Linked DNA regions of Mus musculus: regions 2 and 3 are each linked to region 1. A link is a contact called in public Hi-C and HiChIP or PLAC-seq data. All regions are on one chromosome and are shown on one strand. The core of a region is the stretch at or near the end of the contact, and the rest is flanking DNA. Distances in the headings are between cores, read along the strand shown. Region 1 has its middle 13 kb from the start of Polr2i. Region 2 has its middle 14 kb from the start of Gm38982. Region 3 has its middle 2.8 kb from the start of Dmkn.

Region 1 (3,436 bases), core at 603-3,102:
GTGTGCCACCACCAGCTTAATTTGCATTCTTAATTTCCCTGAATACTTTATAATAATAGCTTTAAAAGGGACTAGAACTTTCCATTACATTATTAAGAACCATCTATGTACAATACCTCAAGTAAGAGTTGAACGCATATATACAGAGTGTGTTATAACAAACATAACCTTAACATGTATCAATATACAAAAATCTGTACCAATGTAAGATTATTGGCTATAAAATTTTGACATGAATAGATTCAGGCTGGAGAGATGGCTCAGCAGTTAAGAGCACTGGCTGCTCTTCCAGAGCTCCTGAGTTCAAATCCCAGCAACCACATGGTGACTTACAACCATCTGTAATGGGATCCGATGCCCTCTTCTGTGTGTCTGAAGACAGCTACAGTGTACTCATGTACATAAAATTAAAAAAAAAAGAATAGATTCAGTAATCTACCCATATCTCTATTATTCATACAATATCCCTATACTCCCCCTTTTTCTTCCTATAAAAGAAAAAAAGGATAGAGGAAAGGAAAGAGTGTAACCCCTGAGTGTAACCCCCGATCAAGACCATTGTAACTAACCCCTTTACAATAAATAACAAGCATCCTTCAGCCAAGAGAACCCCCGAAACCTACCCACCCAACCTCCAACAAGATCTGGTGGCACCAGCCTGCCCTCATTCCTCTCTCTTACTAAAGTAAAGGAGCGCTTGGAATATTGCTTAGTTGTAAGAGTATTCGCCTAACATGTGGTTCCATCCCAAGCAGAGAAAAATAAGTAAATAAAGTATCCACTGGAGCAGATACGTACCATTGTATAGCCTGGCCGAGAACATTGTGTCCTAGGGTGTGTGATGCCTGCGCAGCCCGTGTGTTCTGCGGACTGTGAGTCACGGGGGCATGGACCTGCCCGTTAAATAATAATCCTCGTTAGCTCTGTGAAGGGATTCTTGGTAGAACGACTCTTTGGAAAGTGGTGTAATTGTTGTAATTGCTTAATTATAACTTCTGAAGGAGGAGGAGGAAGCAGTAACATTGAGAGCAGCTACAGTAAGTTACAGGAACGGAGGAAAGTGCCGGGGAGCTTGGGCACACAGCTGGTGTTAACCACAAAGTAGATGGGCTCACTGTGATAGGACACTCAACCCGTGGAAACTCACCAACCCCAAACACAGTCAGGAGACACCGCATGCAGAAACTGCCCGCAGATTTGCACATACTGAGTGCCATCAAACATTACAAGAAATACATCCATAGAACATGCTGCCGCTCCCACCCCAGCCCGCTGCCTGCTGCCCACTGCCCGCTGCCCTCAACCCAACAAGCGAGAGGATTGCCCCAACTTTCCCACCAGCTTATTTGTCAGCTTTCTATTGTGACAAATACCTGAGTTAATTTTTTCCTTTGTGTGTGTTGGTGTGTGTTCATGTATGTTGGCATATTTGCATGTGTGAACACGCATGGGTATGTGTGTATCTGTGTATATAGGCATGCTTGTGGAGATCTGAAGTTAACGTTAGGAATTGCTCTGTTACTTCCCCACCCCCACCCCACCCCCACCCCAGCTCCGTCATGCAGGCAGGCGTCTCAATCAAATCCAGAGCTCACTGATCTGCCTAGTGTTGCTGGGAAGCTTGCCCTGGAGACCTCTCTCCTTCCTGATGTTCAGTGGGCATGCAAATTCCACTCGGCAAGCACTTTAACCCTCAGCCCTACCTGAGACACGCACAGAGGGAAGGAGGCTGGGCGCAGCTCAGTGAGGCAGAGCTGCTGAGCGGTCATGAGGTCCTAGACCTGACACATCACAAGTAGGGCAGAAGTGGAAAGGCTCACGGTCGCAGGGATTTCCACCTGTGATTATGTGACCTTCTTACTCTTACTATCTCAGCCTGTGGTGATACAATACCGCACCAAAGGGCCTGTGGCAACGCTGCACCTCTCACAGTAGCCCGGGAAGCCGAGAAACAGGCTAGGATCCTATCATCCCCTGCAAGCATGCACCATCACACCCTCTTGTCCTTCATCTAGTTTCCAGTTAGAGGTTCCACTGTGTCTTAGTCAGGGTTTCGATTCCTGCACCAAGAAGCAAGTTGGGGAGGAAAGGGTTTATTCAGTTTACACTTCCATGTTGCTGTTGATCACCAAAGGAAGTCAGGACTGGAACTCAAGCAGGTCAGGAAGCAGGAGCTGATGCAGAAGCCACGGAGGGATGTTCTTTACTGGCTTGCTTCCCCTGGCTTGCTCAGCCTGCTCTCTTATAGAACCAAGACTACCAGCCCAGGGATGGCACCACCCACAAGGGGCCTTTCCCCCTTGATCACTAATTGAGAAAATGCCTTACAGTTGGATCTCATGGAGGCATTTCCTCAACTGAAGCTCCTTTCTCTGTGATAACTCCAGCCTGTGTCAAGTTAACACACAAAACCAGCCAGTACACACCGTCTGTCATAACAACACAGACAAACTGTGAGCCTTTGGGGGGACACTTAGGGTCCAGACTGTAACACATGCCAACCTCCATTCAGCAAGAGAACTCATCTGGGAGCACCGAGGGCCTGACCGACCTCAGAGTGCACGTGCATACGATGAAGAAGAGGACCACGTTTTGCCCATTGGTGCACTGACCACTCAAAATCACAGTATGGGCTCCAGGTAAGTCACAGCCACTGCACACAAGATCTACCAAACATCAGCACAAACTTTCCAGGACTTTCAAAAGCCTCCCATTAGAGCTGTGGAGATGGTTCAGTGGTTAAGAGATTAAGCGCACTGACTATACTTCTGAAGGACATAGGTTCGATTCCCAGTGCACACACACACATTTGTAACTCCAGTTCCTAGGGCTCTAGCACCCTCTTCTAGTATCGGTGGGTGTTACCTGCATGAGCTTGCTACACAGACATAAATGAAGCAAAACTATTAACATACATTAATCTCAAAAAAAAAGAAAAAAATCTAAAGATGAATAAAAATAAACAAAGGCTCCCAGTTATCAAGTGGTAAACTGACAATGGAAAAGATACTTCGTGCGTGAGAACGGCACTGCTGGGGGTGCAATGCAGGCCCTCACGTACATGAAGCTCACCGTCACCCACTGAGCCACCGCCCTATCCTCTCATGATGGATTCTGGTCATGCAGTCACCACAGCGCCACACTCCCAGCATCAGACTGGCGATCCTCTTATTTATGTGTTTACTTAGCTTTATTTGTTTGTTGTTTGTTTTGACAACGCTGAGTATTGAACCCAGGACCTTGAGCATTCAAGGCAAACATCCTACCACTGAGACAAAACTTTAGACCTTCTTGGGTTTTTTGTTGAAAATTTTAAAAAGTGTTTTCATTATTTTTATTGGTGTGTTTGTGTGTGTTTCTGTATGCAAGTGTATGCACATGAGTGCAGGCCCTCTTGAAGGCTACAAATATCCAATCCCCTGTCCCTAGGCTATAG
Region 2 (3,436 bases), core at 423-2,922, 680 kb after region 1:
ACGTCTTAGATGGCTTGCAGAAGATTAACTGTCATCTTTGGCCACAAGTTTAGAAATAGAATAGTTTGTCAGCCCCATTCACTGAACTATGTGAACTTCATAGCCACTAAAATTTAAAATTTCATTGTTTTAAAATGCTTTCTGTTGATTTTCAAAAGATTTTTTTTTTTTTTTTTTTGAGCCAGGTGGCAGTGACGCTCCCCTTTAATCCCAGTGCTCAGGAGACAGAGGCAGGCGGATCTCTGGGAGTTTGAGGCTAGCATGGTCTACAAAGATAGTTCCAGGATAGCCAGATCTACACATACACTGTCTCAAAACAACAGCCACAAAGATTTTATGTGTGTGTTTCACCGCCACATAACATCTGTGCACAATGTGTGCAGTGCCTGTGGAGGCCAAAAGAGGGTAACAACTCCCTTCAAACTGGAGTTATAGATGGTTAGGAGCTGTCATATGGGTTCTGGGAACTAAAAGGCAGCAGGCTTTCTTAACTGTTTCTTAACTCTTAGCTCTCTGTGAATCATAAAATAGAATATGTATTGTGACCCAAAACCTTGCCTTGTCGCGGTTCTGTTTTTTTCTAGAATTTGACAGACTCCATCAGACCCTTTCATTCGTTGCTTTGTGTAGTAGATGTTGGGGTTCAGGAATTCACCCCACAAACCATACAAACATGGATCTCAGTTAAGCAAGAATAGTTTATTGAATGCACAACCCAAGACTTATTGATCGCAGCCACCAAAAAAAAAACCCAAAAACCTGGGAGCATAATTGTGGTACCAGTCTGTTCTTATCGCAGGCTTTTTTATAGGAAAAGCCAAGTTCAGAAGTTCAGAAGGCAAGGCTGACTAGACAAAGAATTATCAACTAGCTTTTAGGCTGATTGGTCCTGCATGAGGAAAGGAGTGGTGGATGGGTGGTGAACAGGGGAGTCTCGGAGCACTGGGGTGACTGAGCCTGAGAATTACAACCACAGAGCTATGCCCTTTTAGGAGAAGTTGTCAGTGTCATCTGTGCGTAATTCCCTGAGAACCTGAACTGAATTTCATCTTCTGAGCAAAATGGAGACTGAATACAAAATGGCTGCAGTTATGTTCAAAGGAGCTGGCCTCCACAGTAGCTGAGGGAGGGAGCCTATAGCCCGTTTCCCACAATCCCTTAACTGCTACTTTCCAGTTAGGATCCACCAGAGGGGGAGACTCTGGTGAGAAATTAGAAAAGCAGGAAGAAGAAGACGTAGTCTGCCTGGTTCTGACAGTAGAGACCAGTCTGGCCACCCCATCAGCACCAGGAATGGGTATAATGGGTTTCAGGAGTCCCGGTAGGTCCAGCTCTGCCTCCGGCAATTCTACACCAACAGTGGGTGGGCACTAGCATGAAGCTGCTGATCCACCAAGCTTGCCTCCTGGGGTCCACAAGGCTCACACCTCCAGTTTTGTTTCTCTTACCCTACTCCCTCTCCTTCCCTCCCTCCCTCCCTCTCCTTTTCCCTCTCTCCCTCTCCCTCCTCTCCCTCCTCTCTCTTCTCTCTCTCTCTCTCTCTCTCTCTCTCTCTCTCTCTCTCTCTCTCTCTCTCTCTCTCTCTCTGAGACAGGGTTTCTCTGTGTAGGCCCGGCTGTCCTGGAACTCGCTTTGTACACCAGGCTGACCTTGAATGTGCAGAGACCTGCCTGCCTCCGCCTCCAGAGTGCTGGAACAAAGGGCGTGCAGCACCACGCCCAACTCTCCTAGCCTCCTCTTGTGTTTATAACCATTTTCCTATTTTAAACATTAACTGGGAGCTGGGGAGACAGCTCAGTAGGTAAAAACACTTTCCATGGCAGCCTGATGACCTAACTTGAATTCCTGGAACCTGTGTTTTGAAAAAAACAAAAAACAAAAAAAAAACCCCCGGATACCGTGGTAGGCATCCGTAAGCCCAGTACTTCTACAATGAGATGTGAAGACAGAAGCACTGGCCACTCTGGTGACAACGCAGTGCAGTGACAAGAATAACAAGACTGCCTAGGCCAGGTAGAAGTGAAAAAACAGCTCCTCAAAGTTGTTCTCTCTCTCTCTCTCTCTCTCTCTCTCTCTATCTCTCACACACACACACACACACACACACACACCATGGTATACACATGACCCCACCACCACACAATTAAAAAGCATCTGATTGAACTATCTAAAGTATCTGTCTTTAAAAATATTTATTTAGTGTGTGTGTTTTTTGCCTTCATGTGTGCAGTGCCAAAAAAAGCCAGAAGGTGGCGTCAGATCACTTAGAATTGGAGTTGCAGTTTGAGACTCCGTGTGGGTGCTAGGAACCAAATTAGAGGCCTCTGCAAGAGCGGCGGGTGTTCCTGAGCACTGGGCCGTCTTACCAGCCCTGGACATTGGTTTTCTTGCGTGAATTCAGGCCTTGGCAAGATTCTTGATCGGCTTCCCTTTCATTGGCTTTCTTTCTTCCCTGTAGGGAAGCATGGTTGTCAGGCTTCAAGTGTTCATTTTAACAGTGGTCTCAAATCTTTTAAAATTCCACATTGAAGCCGGGCATGGTGGCGCACGCCTTTAATCCCAGCACTTGGGAGGCAGAGGCAGGCGGATTTCTGAATTCCAGGCCAGCCTGGTCTACAAAGTGAGTTCCAGGACAGCCAGGGCTACACAGAGAAACCCTGTCTCAGAAAAAAAAAAAATTGCACATTGAAGCAATAAAACCTTTAATCATTTATACCAATATATGCATGACTATTTGCAAATTATATACTTGTTTTGCTTTTACAATACATCTATTAAATATGACTAACTGGATGCTGGAGAGAGACCTCAACAGGTAAGAGCATAGCTAGTGTTTTCTATTTGTTTTGTTTTTTGTTTTCCTTTTTCTTTTTGTTTTGGCAAAGGGTTTCTCTGTGTAACAGCCCTTGGCCATCCTGGAACTCCCTCTGTAGACTAGGCTAGAATCAAACTCAGAGATCTGCCTGCCTCTGCCTCCCCGGTGCTGGGACTAAAGATGGGTGCCACCACATCTGTCGAGCACATGCTATTTCTGAAGAGAAGCTGAATTCTGTTGCCAGCAGCTGCATGCCAACAGCCACCTGCAATTCCAGCTCTGGGGAGTCTGAAGCTCCCCGACTTCCGCAGGTACCGCGCTCACACATGGTGCACATAAATACATAAAGGTAAAAAGACATGTACATGTCAAAACCTTCTGAAAATTAGTAACATAGGAGCTAGAGATGTGCAGCTCAGGGCTAGGATGGATGCTTTCCATGACAACAGCATGGGCTCAGTTCTCAGAGCTAGCATGCATACCTAAACTTTTTTATGTTTGTTACAATTTTACTAATGCCTTTTAAATGTTTTTTTTATCTCTGTGTGTGTGATGTGCGTCTTCGGCAACAATGTCTTATGAGGTGTCTTCTGGCCTCAAATTCCTTGTGTAGCCAAGAAT
Region 3 (3,436 bases), core at 457-2,956, 540 kb before region 1:
GAACCGACTTGTAACACTGGGCTTCATCACCTAGTTAGGAGGGGCCAGTTTCCATCTACCTTTCTCAACGTCTCTCAGTCAGTCTCTCCCCACCCCAACACCCGCACCCCAACTTGTAACATCTAACACTTCTCTGCATATAAACACCATTCCTGACTGTCCCCCACTTCCACCTCCCTGCTGTTCCATTGCTGGTGTTTTAGTGATGGTAATAATAATAGTAATAATAATAACAATATTATCATCATCATCATTATTATTGTCATCAAGCTCCAGTTTGTCAAAGGCTTTCTATATGCCCAGGTTCCTAGCTTCCACATAGAATCATCTAATCCTAAAAGAAGACTCTTTATTATCCCCATTTAGAGATGTAGACACTGTGGCTCAGAGAACACAGACTGCCTGTAGCTGAACTAAGAGCCGAGCCCAGGCCCACCTCTGGCAGAGCCCAAGCGCCTGAGCCTTATCTGTCACTTCAGAGTGTCACACCAACCCTGGCTTGTCTAGATAGAACTAATTTTGGTTTTGCTCTGGAGCAATGTAGGAAGAGAGGGTGCAGGAGGAAATCTGGGTCCCCAGGCTGAGTACCAGAGCCTCTAGTCCCTGATCCCACTCATGGGTTGGGTAGAAGAGGAACTCAGGACAGTGCTCACTGACTTAAAAGCTCTTTCGTGGTTAATCTGGCCAGGCTTCACTTCCTGGTCCTGCAGCCTGCCCTGACCCATCTCCGTTGGTACTTACTTCCTATATACCAGCTTACTTTTAGGCTATTATTAGAGCCCAACATGGTGGCAACACATCTCAGCACTTAGAAAGTTGAGTCAGGAGAATCACTAGTTCAAGACCAGCCCAGGCTACATAACAAGACCCAATCTCAAACAAACAACAATGACAAAGAATGCTATAGGAAAACATTTTAGGAGTTGGCAAGATGGCTTAGCAGGTAAAGGCACTTGCCACGAAGGCTAACCATCTGAATTTGATCCTCTGACCTCACATGGAGGATTGAAAAGTGGTCCTCTGACTTCCACACATGCACCATGGTGCACACACACAGGCGAGATAGAGACACACAATGATGATGGTGATAATGATGTAAAAAATAAACAAAATACTTTATATCACTCGTAAAATAAGAAACAATGATCATCTCTCCTAGGAACATATTACCAGAAAAAAAAAAAAAAAAAAACAGAGAAAAGTAAACAATAGCATTTTTCGTAGCTGGCTGCAGTTCCTGGGGTGTGTGTGTGTGTGTGTGTGTGTGTGTGTGTGTGTGTGTGTGTGATAAAGGAAGGTTAGCTAGAGAAAGGTTAGGAGTGTTTGATGCTCTTCCAGAGGACCTCAGTTCAGTTCCCAGCACTCATTTCAAGTAGCTCAAAAGCACCTTTAACTCCAGCTTCAGGGGAGGAATGGTAGCTTGTCTATTCCTCAGCAGATAGCTCCATCTTAGCGGTTTACACAGGGTTAGCACTGCTGAATTCAGGGCATATTAATAGTAACAATAACAAAACGATGGGAGACGAGAGGTAGGGCTTGTGCTCAATTGACAGGAGTAACGGGGTAGAAACAATCAAATTACATTGTATTTTTTCAGGACCAATGGAAACTCTGTTTACCCAAAGTCTGGCGATTAAACAAAAGCCAGCATTCAGGAACTTGTGAAGTTGGTTCCTCTCTACCAAAGGAGCCACTTCCTTACCGCTGGCAGAAGGGACAAATGGCTGTCTGTGGTGCCTACTAGTACACCAAAGCACATGCTGGCCACCAGGCTCCCTTGATATCTCAAGTACCTAGTTCTTCTCACCTTCCCCTCCCCCAAACTTTCTCCAGCTCAGGAGCTTCCCCTCCCCCAGCTACTCAGGCTCCCTATAGCCCTGCTATTTCGGCTATGAGCTTTCTTCTGCCCTGTCTTACTTGCCCCCACACACTTTCTCTTGGTCCCACCATGTCTCCCCTCCCCACGCTGCTCCTGCAAACCAGAGTCAGCTGCTGTGGACTCTCTCTTCTCTTTATTACCCCACTGAAACTTATCAAGTGGTGGTCAGAACTGTAAAGAAAAGTACAATTGGAGTGTGTCAATAGAGAAGATAAAGCTGGTGTTTTCAGCCTTAAGTCGGGGAGAGTTCCTTCAGGTCAACTGGTAGGCAGACATCTACAGGAAGAAAACACACCATCACAGGGTAGAGAGTCTTCAAACAGGCAACATGCCACGGCCCAGGACAGGAGCCTGCTTACGCTACTCAAAGACCACAGTGGCTGGAGCAGGCAGGAAACGAGAGGTGCTAACTTAGAAAGCAGAGGAAGACAAGGAATTTGGGGATTGTGGTGAAGACTTTGGCTTTGGAGACAGCTGCTCACAGAGCTGCTTTAGGAAGCCCTCTGGGGTGGGGAATGCATAGAGACCATATAGTAGACATCAGGGGAAAGGGGAGACTGGCAGAGTATAGCAGGAAGATAGCCTTGGGTCAGGAGTCCTACTCCCTGCCACATCCTGTTCCTCTACAGGAACCTTCAGTATTATTCACTCCTGGAACTGTGATCCTTCTGTCTCTTCAGTAAAGACAGGCAGATGTGGAGCTCCGCTTCAGCAAGCACAGGAAGGGCTTTAAACAGTGCACCGCGGGCCCCAGAGAGGGCACCCTGAAGCAGCAGAACTTGGTGACCTGATGAGATGTAGTCTTGGTAATTGTTACTGTTCTTGATGATTTTTAAATTTTTGTTTTGATTTATTTGTTTTTAAAGCATTTAGTGTGTGTGTGTGTGTGTGTGTGTGTGTGTGTGTGTGTGTGTGTACATGAAGAGCTCAGAGGACACTGTGGGGGAGTTGTTTCTCTCCTTCCACCATGTGGGTCCTGGGGATTGATTTTAGGTCATCAGATTTGGCAACAAGAGTCTTTACCTGCTGAGCCATCTCACTGGTCCCAATTTTGTATTTTGAAACATGGTATTATAACATAGTCCAGGCTGGCCTGGAACTCACTACATAGAACAGGTTAGCCTCAAACTCATACTTTTTCTTCTTCCTTAGCTCTATAATCCTTAAAGCCATGGTTTCAGACAGGTGACACCACACCCTGGCTTATATTTGTATGGTACACACACACACACACACACACACACACACACACACACACACTGCCCCACTTTGCTTCAGGTCACAGGAAGGCAGGCTGCCTGTCAGGTAGCCATGACTAGCAGGAAAGGGCTCCCATCTGCTAGCTGGGTGGCCTTAGGCCACTCTCTCCCTCTTCTCCATCATCTGTGAGAGGATAATGATAGTGCCTGCCTCCTGGTACTTGTGAAGGCATAATGAATCATATCTATAAAGCGCTTAGCACAGACCCAGGAAGGACCCATAAAAGGTGGCAGTGAGCAGGGAGGTCCCACCCAAATTCCTCGTCCTGTTCTTAGGCATACGCAGAAACTGGCTCTT

Evidence for each region. A called contact is a pair of places that touch in the nucleus more often than the background predicts. HiChIP or PLAC-seq counts read pairs in DNA pulled down with a chosen protein or histone mark.
Region 2: a Hi-C map of embryonic stem cells shows a contact between it and region 1, with 2.6 times the contacts expected there. The contact joins two enhancer-like sites.
Region 3: a contact with region 1 is called in an H3K4me3 HiChIP or PLAC-seq map of bone marrow-derived macrophages, with 6 times the contacts expected there. The contact joins two enhancer-like sites. A contact is called at or near these places in 3 of 39 promoter capture datasets (cranial neural crest, maxillary cranial neural crest and stem cell-derived epiblast-like cells), 1 of 115 datasets of contacts at active chromatin or transcription factors (bone marrow-derived macrophages) and 1 of 9 other capture datasets (liver).

What each region holds. Positions count from the first base shown.
Region 1 is chr7:30,217,632-30,221,067 of GRCm38.p6, reverse strand. No RefSeq gene overlaps it. Among named protein-coding and RNA genes, the nearest start is that of Polr2i, 13 kb to the left of the region's middle. Within about 2 kb of position 1,852, at least 185 of the 459 cell types and tissues checked have an H3K27ac peak or open chromatin away from gene starts, as enhancers often do. A contact at or near this core is called in bone marrow-derived macrophages and embryonic stem cells, where this site is marked.
Region 2 is chr7:29,539,642-29,543,077 of GRCm38.p6, reverse strand. No RefSeq gene overlaps it. Among named protein-coding and RNA genes, the nearest start is that of Gm38982, 14 kb to the left of the region's middle. Within about 2 kb of position 1,672, at least 4 of the 459 cell types and tissues checked have an H3K27ac peak or open chromatin away from gene starts, as enhancers often do. A contact at or near this core is called in embryonic stem cells, where this site is marked.
Region 3 is chr7:30,759,216-30,762,651 of GRCm38.p6, reverse strand. No RefSeq gene overlaps it. Among named protein-coding and RNA genes, the nearest start is that of Dmkn, 2.8 kb to the left of the region's middle. Within about 2 kb of position 1,706, at least 40 of the 459 cell types and tissues checked have an H3K27ac peak or open chromatin away from gene starts, as enhancers often do. A contact at or near this core is called in bone marrow-derived macrophages, where this site is marked.